3 separate regions of the Sus scrofa genome follow, and regions 1 and 2 are each linked to region 3. The links are chromatin contacts, called in public Hi-C and HiChIP or PLAC-seq maps. All regions are on one chromosome and are shown on one strand. The core of a region is the stretch at or near the end of the contact, and the rest is flanking DNA. Distances in the headings are between cores, read along the strand shown.

Region 1 (2,826 bases), core at 162-2,661, 300 kb after region 3:
GGAAACCCTTTCCCCAAGTTTCTCTAAGATTTACCTCTGTTAGTAAATGTTCCATCTCCTAGTTCACTTTCTTTCTCCAAAACTTCATTTTTAGCTCCAACAGATTCTCTGGCTCCATCTCAGTGATACCAGCTCAGATCCTCTCTGTCCACAGAGCCACTGACATCAATGTCCAATTCCCACACCAAAGAATCCCAAAGTCAGCTCTAAAAACTCATCCATACAGATCACTTAGGAACCTACAGAAAGACTAAAAAAAGTACAGCCCCAAAAACCAAACCCAGTCGCTAGGGCTTAACATAAAAAGTGGGGAGGCGGGGGAGGCAGGATGGTTCGTGTATTGTTTCAATTGGAAAAATACACTAGTGAAATGGCTTATCCACATGTTCAGGCCTTTTAGGCAAACCCACTGTAACTTTGCAGGATGCCTGCAGGCCGTTCTGAAAATAAGAGGAATGGCAGCACTCTTTATTCCACCCTCTTCAAGAGCTGCCAGCTCCCCTCCATTCCCTACCCACCCCCCTCTCCCCCAAACATCTGGTCCCGGCTGGGAGTAGGACCCACTCCCTGGAAAGTCTCCATGTTAACATCAGAGGTGGTCTCCCCAGTCAGAGAACGCAGACTTAGGCTGAGGAGTGGGCCGGCCCTGCGCTTCTGAATTCCCCCCGCACCAGCCAGAGGCTTAGGAGTGAGAATTCTAAGGACCTGGGGAGACTGTCAGGGAAGTGGGGCGGGGGGGGGGGGGAGCGAGAAGGGCGGCAGAAGGGGGAGGGGCGAGGAAGAAGTCTGGGTCCCGGGGCGGTCCCGGGCTGGGGACCCCTCCTCTTAAGCGTCCAGCGGTTGAGGCGGTCGGTCGGGAGGTCCCTGATGGGGCTGCTCAGAGGTTCCCGGGAAGGCGCTGGGGGCCGAGGTCTGTCCAAGGCCCTGACTGAAGAGGTGGACCGGACCAAGGGACTCGGGCAAAGTCCCACCTGAGGCGCTGGGACCTGGGGGGGGGGGGGCGGTAGGAGGGGGAAGGGACTAGGCTCGGCTCTTACCAGCACCAAGGCGAACCTCTCCTCCAGCTCACAGGGCTCAGGCATCGGCATCTTGCCGGTCGGCGGCAGCAGCGAGACAGAGGGCGGCTCGCCCGGGCTCCCCTCGGTGCTCTCCAGGTTGCCCATCGCTGCGGGGCCCCCTCGGGGGCCTCAGCCCCCCACCTCCAAGCCCGGGGGTCTTGGGCTGGGCCTGTCGGACTCGGCTCCTCCCTCAGGGCCGGCTACCCTAGTCCCGACTCCTCGGCCGGGTCGGGGGCTGAGGGGCTCCTTAGGGTCCGGCAAGACCCGGAGCGGACAGCGGCACCGAAGCGACCGGCTCCAGCTAAAACCCGCCGCCTCGCCGCTCTCAGCGCGCCGCCCCGGCGCTGCCCCTCCCCGCCCCCCGCGCTCTTTCCCTTCCCCCCCTACTTCGCTTCCTCCCACCCACTCCCGGCCGGGACTCCGGCTTCCCCCCGAGCGCCGACTGCAGCCGCGCGCCCCATTCATGCAGGCCCCGCCTCTCGCCCACGGGCCTCCCGGGCAGCCCGCCTCGCCCCGCCCCCTCCTGAGTCCGATTGACGGCCTCAACTGCCAATCACAGTGCCTCCAGCACCGCGGTGGCCTCGCGCCTGGCGCTTGGCGCGCCCTGGCGGCCCTGGTGCGTATCTAATCATCGCAGTTGCTGAGGGCGTGAGGTGTTGGGTTGGTCCCTGGGAAACGGCCCTTTACCATAATAGCTCATAATATATACAAATAAATAAGATACAGGGCACCGAGTGAACAGATAACTGCAAGAGAAGTAGAAACGTCTAGGATACTCAGAAGTGGGAGAGAGACCACACCTGTTAGAGTCACGGTAAGAGGGAGAATTTGAATCGGGCATTTAGGAATGGGGACTACCTTAACTGCCTGAGACAGGTGAAAAGGATTTAGGAGAGGACCTTACCGACGTTCAAACGTTGATCTGCTTGAATGTGAAAATGGTGAGGCAGGAGAAGGATGCTGCTCTGGGCTAGGTCTATTGGGAGGGTCGTCATTTATGATGTGATGGCCTTCTGTTGTTTCTGCCACCCTGCATACCTCTTCCTCAAGCGATAACATCCCGTCTCCTTTTAGGGAACTACGTTCGCCTGTCCTCAGTCCATGTAGAGCTGAACTTCACCTCCATTCCAGGAGGTCCCATGACCCAGGCCTGGCGAATCAAAGCATTTTCTTCCTCTACCTTTGGAGACTGTTTTAGGAATTGACAGTTGACTTAAGCCAGAATATAAAACTCATTTCTAAGGCTTTCACTGGAATAATCAAGAAAGAGACATTCTCTTGGAGTTCCCATCGTGACTCAGTGGAAACAAATCTGGCTAGCATCCATGAGGACGCAGGTTCGATCCTTGGACTTGCCCTGTAGATTAAGGATCTGGTGTTGCCTTGAGCTGTGGTATAGGTTGAAGAGGTGGTTCAGATCTGGCGTTGCTGTGGCTGTTGTTTAGGCCAGCAGCTGTAGCTCTGATTCAATCTCTAGCCTGGGAACCTCGATGTGCCTCAGGTGTGGCCCTAAAAAGACTTAAAAAAAAAAAAGAGGCAATCTCTTCCCATACCATCACCCATAACACTTCAAGCTTGCTTGAGAATGAAGCCAATGCAGAGGAAAGCAAATGCTAAGGAGTTCCCTTGTGATGCAGTGGATTAAGGATCTGGCACTGTCACTGCAGTGACTGGGGTCATTGTTATGGTGCAGGTTCAGTCCCTGGCCCAGGAACTTCCACATGCTGCAAGTGTGGTCAAAAGGAAAACAGAACAACACCATACCAAG
Region 2 (3,143 bases), core at 79-2,578, 330 kb after region 3:
TATCCATCTAGAAAGCAGTTTCTTGAATCCTGCATTTTGATTTGATCAAATGCTTAGTCTAAATTTCTTCCCTTATTTTGCCAGAACCTTTTCTGTCCATGGTCTTGTTTCCTCATTTGCTGTTTTGTGCAGCTGGAAACATCTACAGTTGTATGGCTGTATTTAAGAAAAAGAATACAAAATTATGTAATAAAATCAGTATTTAGAGTAAGAAAATAAAACATTACAGGTTTTAAAAAATTTTTAATTTTTAAAATTGAAAATTTTTTTAATAGTGATCCATTACAGATTTTAAAATGCTGACAAAATACAAATATCACACAACCCCACAAAACCACATTATTATTAACTGCCTGTTAACCACTATAAGCTCTTTTTTCTTTTTTTTTTTTTTTTTTGGCTGCATACGCTTTGCCTCTTCGTATGACCATGCTGTATTATTTATATAGAGATGTTAGATAAATTAGCAAAAAAGTTTTGGAAAAAAAATTTGACAGTGTAGAAACGTTTTTTAAGCAGCTTCACAACTCCTTACTCTCAGTTCTTCTGTAAGTGTTGCTTCTTGGAGACACGTCCCAAGGCGCTCCAGCCCTTTTTCTCCCTTGGCTTAGTTTCCTCAGAGCTGCTGGGGCAGCTCAGCCAGATAGCTGCCCTACTCACCCCACTACTACCGCCTTCCCCAGAGCAAAGTGGATGAGGAGGTGGCAGCCCACTGGCCCCGCCCACGACTCCAGGACCACAATCTGGGCCAAGAGGGTGACCTCCAGGAGTACATTCGTCTGATGCAGGACTGGGGCTGCTAATTCCTCCTCCCCCCGTTCCTGAGAAATTCTCTGAGCCTTCAAAGATGTTCTGAAGTTTAAGCTTCACAAGGTTCACGGTAAATTGAGAATTTACCGTGAAGCATTCCCTATGAGAATGCTTTTCTATGTGTTCTCTGAATCTCTTTCCCCTTTTAGCATTCTACGACAAGCATAAAACCCAAATCCCAGGACTTTGCAGAGCTATTCCATCGCTTGTGGTGGAGGCTGCATTACTTGCCTTATGCCTTGGGTGGGGCCTCCCCTCTTCTCTTTGTCCACTAGAGGCGACTTCGGACTACGACCCTGCCTTACTATGCTGGAAGAAGGCGGAGGTCTTTTGCTACGCGCTGTTTGGCTGCCAGAGTCTTGATCGACAAGGGCGTTAAGCAAATGGCTCTGAAGTAAGCAGCCGTTGTTTATGCACCTACAGCCAACAGAAAGGCAGAAGAGCAACCATGGCCAATCAGGACTGGCCTCAAGCGGAACTCGGGGGCGGGGCTTCCCTCGAGGGGCGGACGCAAGGTAAAGAGTCTGGAGCGGACCCTGGGAGAGTCAGAAGCACATCCGGTGTTAGAGGAGCTGTGTGAGCTCTTGAGAAGCGGGTTAGAAGGTACGTCTGAAGCTAGGACTGCGCAAGCCTGGATTGAGAAATGGAAAGGGGATTAGTTACTTCTTGAGCAAGAGTGGGAGTAGTTTCCGTTTTCAGACGGACCGCACCCTGGAGGAACTGGGCCCTGCTGGGCGGCGGGACTCCGGAAAGCTAGGCTGGGAGGGGAGGAGTTGGGGAACTAGTACCGCGCAGGCGCAACTGTACCGGAGTGGGGGAGGGGCGGGGCGAGTCTGCTGGGTCTTTGGGGGTGTCGAGGCGCTCAGTCGGCTGGGGAGCGCTGGCTAAGGGCCTTTTTTGGCCGGAATTGCTTCCCCCTTAGTCCGCGTCTTTCCTCCTCCTCCGCCAAGTGTAGACTCGGAGGCTCTTTGGCCCAGGCCCAGCTTCGACCCCCTTAATTCAGGGCACGTCCCCTGCGCCTTTCTTCCGGGGAGAATGAAAGCGAAACCTCACGGGTTTGTGGTCATCCCCGCCGCTCCCGACAGATCGCTGGCCTGCTGGGGGTCCTCTGGCTGGGCCGCCTCTGGGTGAGCGGTGGGGGCCGGGACTCAGGAGGGCCTGGTCCGGCAAGCTGCCCTGTCACGGCGGAGTGGATGATGTCACACTCCTCTGTGACATGCTAGGCTCCTTCGTTACTTTGAAGCCAACAGCAGAGGCGGGAGGTGAGGAGAGACCCGGGCTAGGCCTGGCTTGCCAGGCCCGCTGGACGGCCCCGCTCTGGTCTGATTGGTTACCTTTGGACAGGTGAGGTGGCCTTGGCTTTGCTGGTCCTGAGCCCCGTGGGCGGCGTCTTTCCCAAAGTCCGGTCAGGAAAGGCGTTGTTGGGCGGTTTCTTGGACCTACTTGCTGGAGCTGTGGTATTTTCGTGTGTTTGTTAAGTGAGGAATTGCAGCCCCGTGCCAGCCAGGTTACATTGCTTGCCCCATCAACCTTTCATCGACCAAACAACAACAAAAACCTTTCTGAACTTGAGACTCTGTTTTAGCAATAGTTAACTAATGACTGTAACCTGGTGGAAGAGCTGACTGTACTTGAAACAAAGATTTCAGGTTAAAGGTTAATGGCGAATGGGCTTTTCTAGTTACTTTTTTAAAAAGTTTTATCGAATTATAGTTGATTTTAATGTGATAATTTCTACTGTACAACAAAGTGAGTCAGTCATACATATACACATACCCATTTTTTGTCAGATCCTTTTCCCAAGTAGGCTATTACAGAATATTGGATAGTCTAGTTACTTTTTGATACTTATTCAAGTTTATCTTTTGGTCAAATATGTAGTTTTAAGAATTTAGTTCAAGAAAGATCAGAGTTGCCTAACCACATTTCTTACGGCTTCTGCAAACATGCTTAGTTATGTATTAAATTTACTCTCTGGTGTTTTCTTACTCGTCCTTGTCTGGGATGTTTTATTGTTGTTCTGGCTTCAAGAATATCTTGGCATTTAGATTTTCTGCCGTTTTCCTTCGGGGTGGGGTCAGAATAGTTGAATCCTTGAGAAAGTGCAGTCTCTAGTTTGGATTCAGAATTTTCTTATTCATCTTATTGTGGAAACATGGCTTAGTACCCTCTTTCTTCCTTTCTCCTTTCCCCATTATTGATCCACTGCATTCTCACCTTCCTAAAGAATAAAATTAATCCAGATACTTAGCATTTCTGAGTTTTTTTCTAAATATGCATATGGTTCATGCTTGCTGTAGAAATGATGAAAAGTACAGAAAAAAGTATAATAG
Region 3 (2,817 bases), core at 14-2,513:
TCCTGAAACTGTAATAACAAATCTGTGAAAACCAAAACTACACTGTTTCTGTGGTGCCTATATACGCTCATATACACTCTGGCTTGTCATTGGTGCCTGTCCAGAGCCCCTTTTGCTTTGGTCTCAAAAGTTAAGAACACGGGGACAGATTCTTAATCACATTTTCAAGGTTGATTGCCTAAATACCCGACCTTTAAGCCACTCCTAATCATCAACCCCTTTGGCAATGCGGTGAGTGCTTCACACGTGAACACTGTCTAGAAAGGTGCACAATTAGAAATGGTTCTGGCCTTGGGGTGCTTGGGAAACTAACCACGAAGACAGAAGAATATTTAACATAAAGATTCGACCGTCAGTGTAACTGACCACAGCCGCCTAAAGGGATGCAGACAACTCAGTAGACTAGAAATCCAACGAGGAAATGGACTTGGGCAGTTGTGTCCGGGGTCATGGCAGAGGTCCCTCAGTTTGCTCCCGAAGTTATCCTCTGCCCAGCTGGGGAGGTGCACTGCTCCCCACCAACTCCTTACCAGCCTGTATGGATTCCCAGGAGGCTGAGTGGCTACGGAATCAGGACATTTCCCGTAGTCAGTGGTTCTGAAATGGCCTTTTGGAGTAAATCTTGGGTCGGGACAGAGGCAAAAGTGAAAGTGGTGTTAAGCTGTTGGGGCAGAGTCGTGGCACGGGAAGCGGGAGAAGCCTGGGAGACCAAGTCCCCGCCTGGACCTAGAGAGAAAAGCCCCTCTCGAGGTTCCCTTCGAGGCGGCCGCCTTCGGCAACCTCCGGGGAGTTTCGGCTCTTTCCGGCAGTTCCAGCTCAGGCCCTCTACTACCAGCACGCGCTGTGCCCCCCACCCCACTCCGCCCGGCTCTTTCGGGGCACGGGCCATTCTGCACGAGGGCACGATCTCTTGCCCCACCCGTCCTCACGTCCATCTACTTTGTTCCCTACCTATTCCTCCTATCCCTTCCCTTCCTCGTTCTTCCCAATCCCCGGACATCCGAGCTCCCTCAACTCGGGTGCCCGGCCCGGCGGGCAGTGCGAAGCGCGAGGGACCGGTCCACGAGAGGAGCGGTAACCCGACGGACTGGAGGCGCCTCTCTCCGCGAGCTTCCCCGCGCGCAGCTCCTCGGCTGGCCGGCCGCCTCACGCCTCCCTCGCGCACCGGTTGGCTGCAACGGCCTCGAGCTCGGCGCGCCGAGTTCGCGCCGGCGCGAGCACGCGCCCTGTGCGCTGGCTGGCCGGCGCGCACGCGCCCGAGCGGGCTGCGGGGCGGGGCGAAGAGCTCGAGCCCCGGCGAGGTCGGTGTAGATCCGCTGGCACTTCGGCCCCCAGCCGCCGCTGCGATTCCCAGCCCGCCACCCGGCTGAGGAGGGTAGCGAGGAAAGGGGCGGAGGGGCGGGGCGGCGCCCGGCTCCGAGAGAGCTGGGGGAGGAGCGCGGCGGCGACGGAGGTGGCTCTAGAAGAGCCGGAGGAGGCGGCGGAGGAGCTCCTTTCCTCTTCTCAGACCCCGGAGCGTCCCGGACGCAGAGCCGGAACTGGGGGGACGCGGAGACTGCGGAGGCCCGGGGTAGGTGAGGCTGAGGGTGCTGGGCGGAGGGTTGGTGGGGGATGAAGAGGGGCACAGAGGTGTAAAGAGCGGGCTTGAGGGAGGGCACGGGGGAGGGGGCAGTAGTTGGGGGTTGGGGTACCGAGAGGAGGGGGATGTGAGTCCTTGGGACCTGGAGTGCCCAGATGGTGAAAGGTTTCTGGGGTCAGTGGGGCGGGCGGAAGACACCGGGTCCGAATTGGGGGGTTTCCAGAAGCATAGGCCGGGGAAACAATGGAGTGAGGGGGGGACTCTTGGTGTGAGCTTGTGTGGGGCACTGGATTTTAAGAGACGAGAGATCGAAAGGCATGAAAGAATGGATCGTTTGGTATGAGAAGTACAATGAATTGAGAATTCATCGGGGATGCGTAAGGTCAGCTGTGTGGCTATCGGAGGTTCTTAGGATTTGGAGGCAAAGTAGGATTTAAAAATAAGAGATAGAAGGGCATTCTTGGAATTGAGGAGGGGCGGGAAACGGAACGGAAAATAAAGCAAAGAGGGGCAGAGAAAGAAAATAAATGCGGTTTGGATTTGAATTAAAGCGGAAGGGTAAATCCAGTTAGAGAGTATAGGGTAGGTGGACTGGAGTGGCATTTTTCTCCTAATTCATCCAGGATGACTGGCTTCTTTTAGAAGATGGATCTTTCTCTGGCATGTCCCTCTGCCAAGGAGTACAAGACACTCTTAATAATATGGTTATCCTGTGTAGTCCATTTATTTCATTGATAAAACATGCTTGTAATATTTCTTTCCCCTCTGTATAATTTACCTGTGGTTAATGAAGCAAGAGAGGACAGACCACTAAAAATAGGAATTGTGCTTTGAGTTTAGTTATTGATAATGCAGAGTTTAGGATGTTTGGGAGAGAACCACAAGTTTGTTTTTATTTAGCCTTGATAAAATCTAAGTTACTTGTACTTTGTTAGAATTACAGTTTCTCGATGAGAAATGGTCACGTACCACCTGCCACTGGTTTTATGCTTGTGAGAGCATTTGGGTTCTGCCTCAAGAAATTCTTGATGCCGATTTCAAATTATCAGGCTGCCTTGTACCTTCCAGTTTGAATTAAGGTGATTTGAAAATATTGTGGGGAAGTATTTCTGGGGTTATGATCTGTACATTTCCTTGATATGTGGATTTCCAGACCAGATTTTGAATGGTACTAGATATGACTCCTGATTTTGAAATTGTAGTTACCATTATGTGTTCATAAATAGTCCACATAAAGC

Evidence for each region. A called contact is a pair of places that touch in the nucleus more often than the background predicts. HiChIP or PLAC-seq counts read pairs in DNA pulled down with a chosen protein or histone mark.
Region 1: a contact with region 3 is called in an H3K27ac HiChIP or PLAC-seq map of alveolar macrophages. The contact joins the promoter of FMNL3 here to the promoter of SPATS2 in region 3. A contact is called at or near these places in 2 of 47 Hi-C or Micro-C datasets (embryonic fibroblasts and mesenteric adipose tissue) and 1 of 2 datasets of contacts at active chromatin or transcription factors (alveolar macrophages).
Region 2: a contact with region 3 is called in a Hi-C map of liver, with 4 times the contacts expected there. The contact joins the promoter of TMBIM6 here to the promoter of SPATS2 in region 3. A contact is called at or near these places in 1 of 5 promoter capture datasets (fetal liver), 2 of 47 Hi-C or Micro-C datasets (embryonic fibroblasts and liver) and 1 of 2 datasets of contacts at active chromatin or transcription factors (alveolar macrophages).

What each region holds. Positions count from the first base shown.
Region 1 is chr5:15,644,638-15,647,463 of Sscrofa11.1, forward strand. It overlaps FMNL3 (formin-like protein 3), which reads right to left and starts at 1,412. Exons shown (of 25, transcript XM_021091615.1): 1 at 1,038-1,412. The coding sequence starts at 1,163.
Region 2 is chr5:15,672,700-15,675,842 of Sscrofa11.1, forward strand. It overlaps TMBIM6 (transmembrane BAX inhibitor motif containing 6), which reads left to right and starts at 1,329. Exons shown (of 10, transcript NM_001005348.1): 1 at 1,329-1,413.
Region 3 is chr5:15,346,359-15,349,175 of Sscrofa11.1, forward strand. SPATS2 (spermatogenesis-associated serine-rich protein 2) reads left to right here and starts at 1,264. Exons shown (of 13, transcript XM_021091602.1): 1 at 1,264-1,574.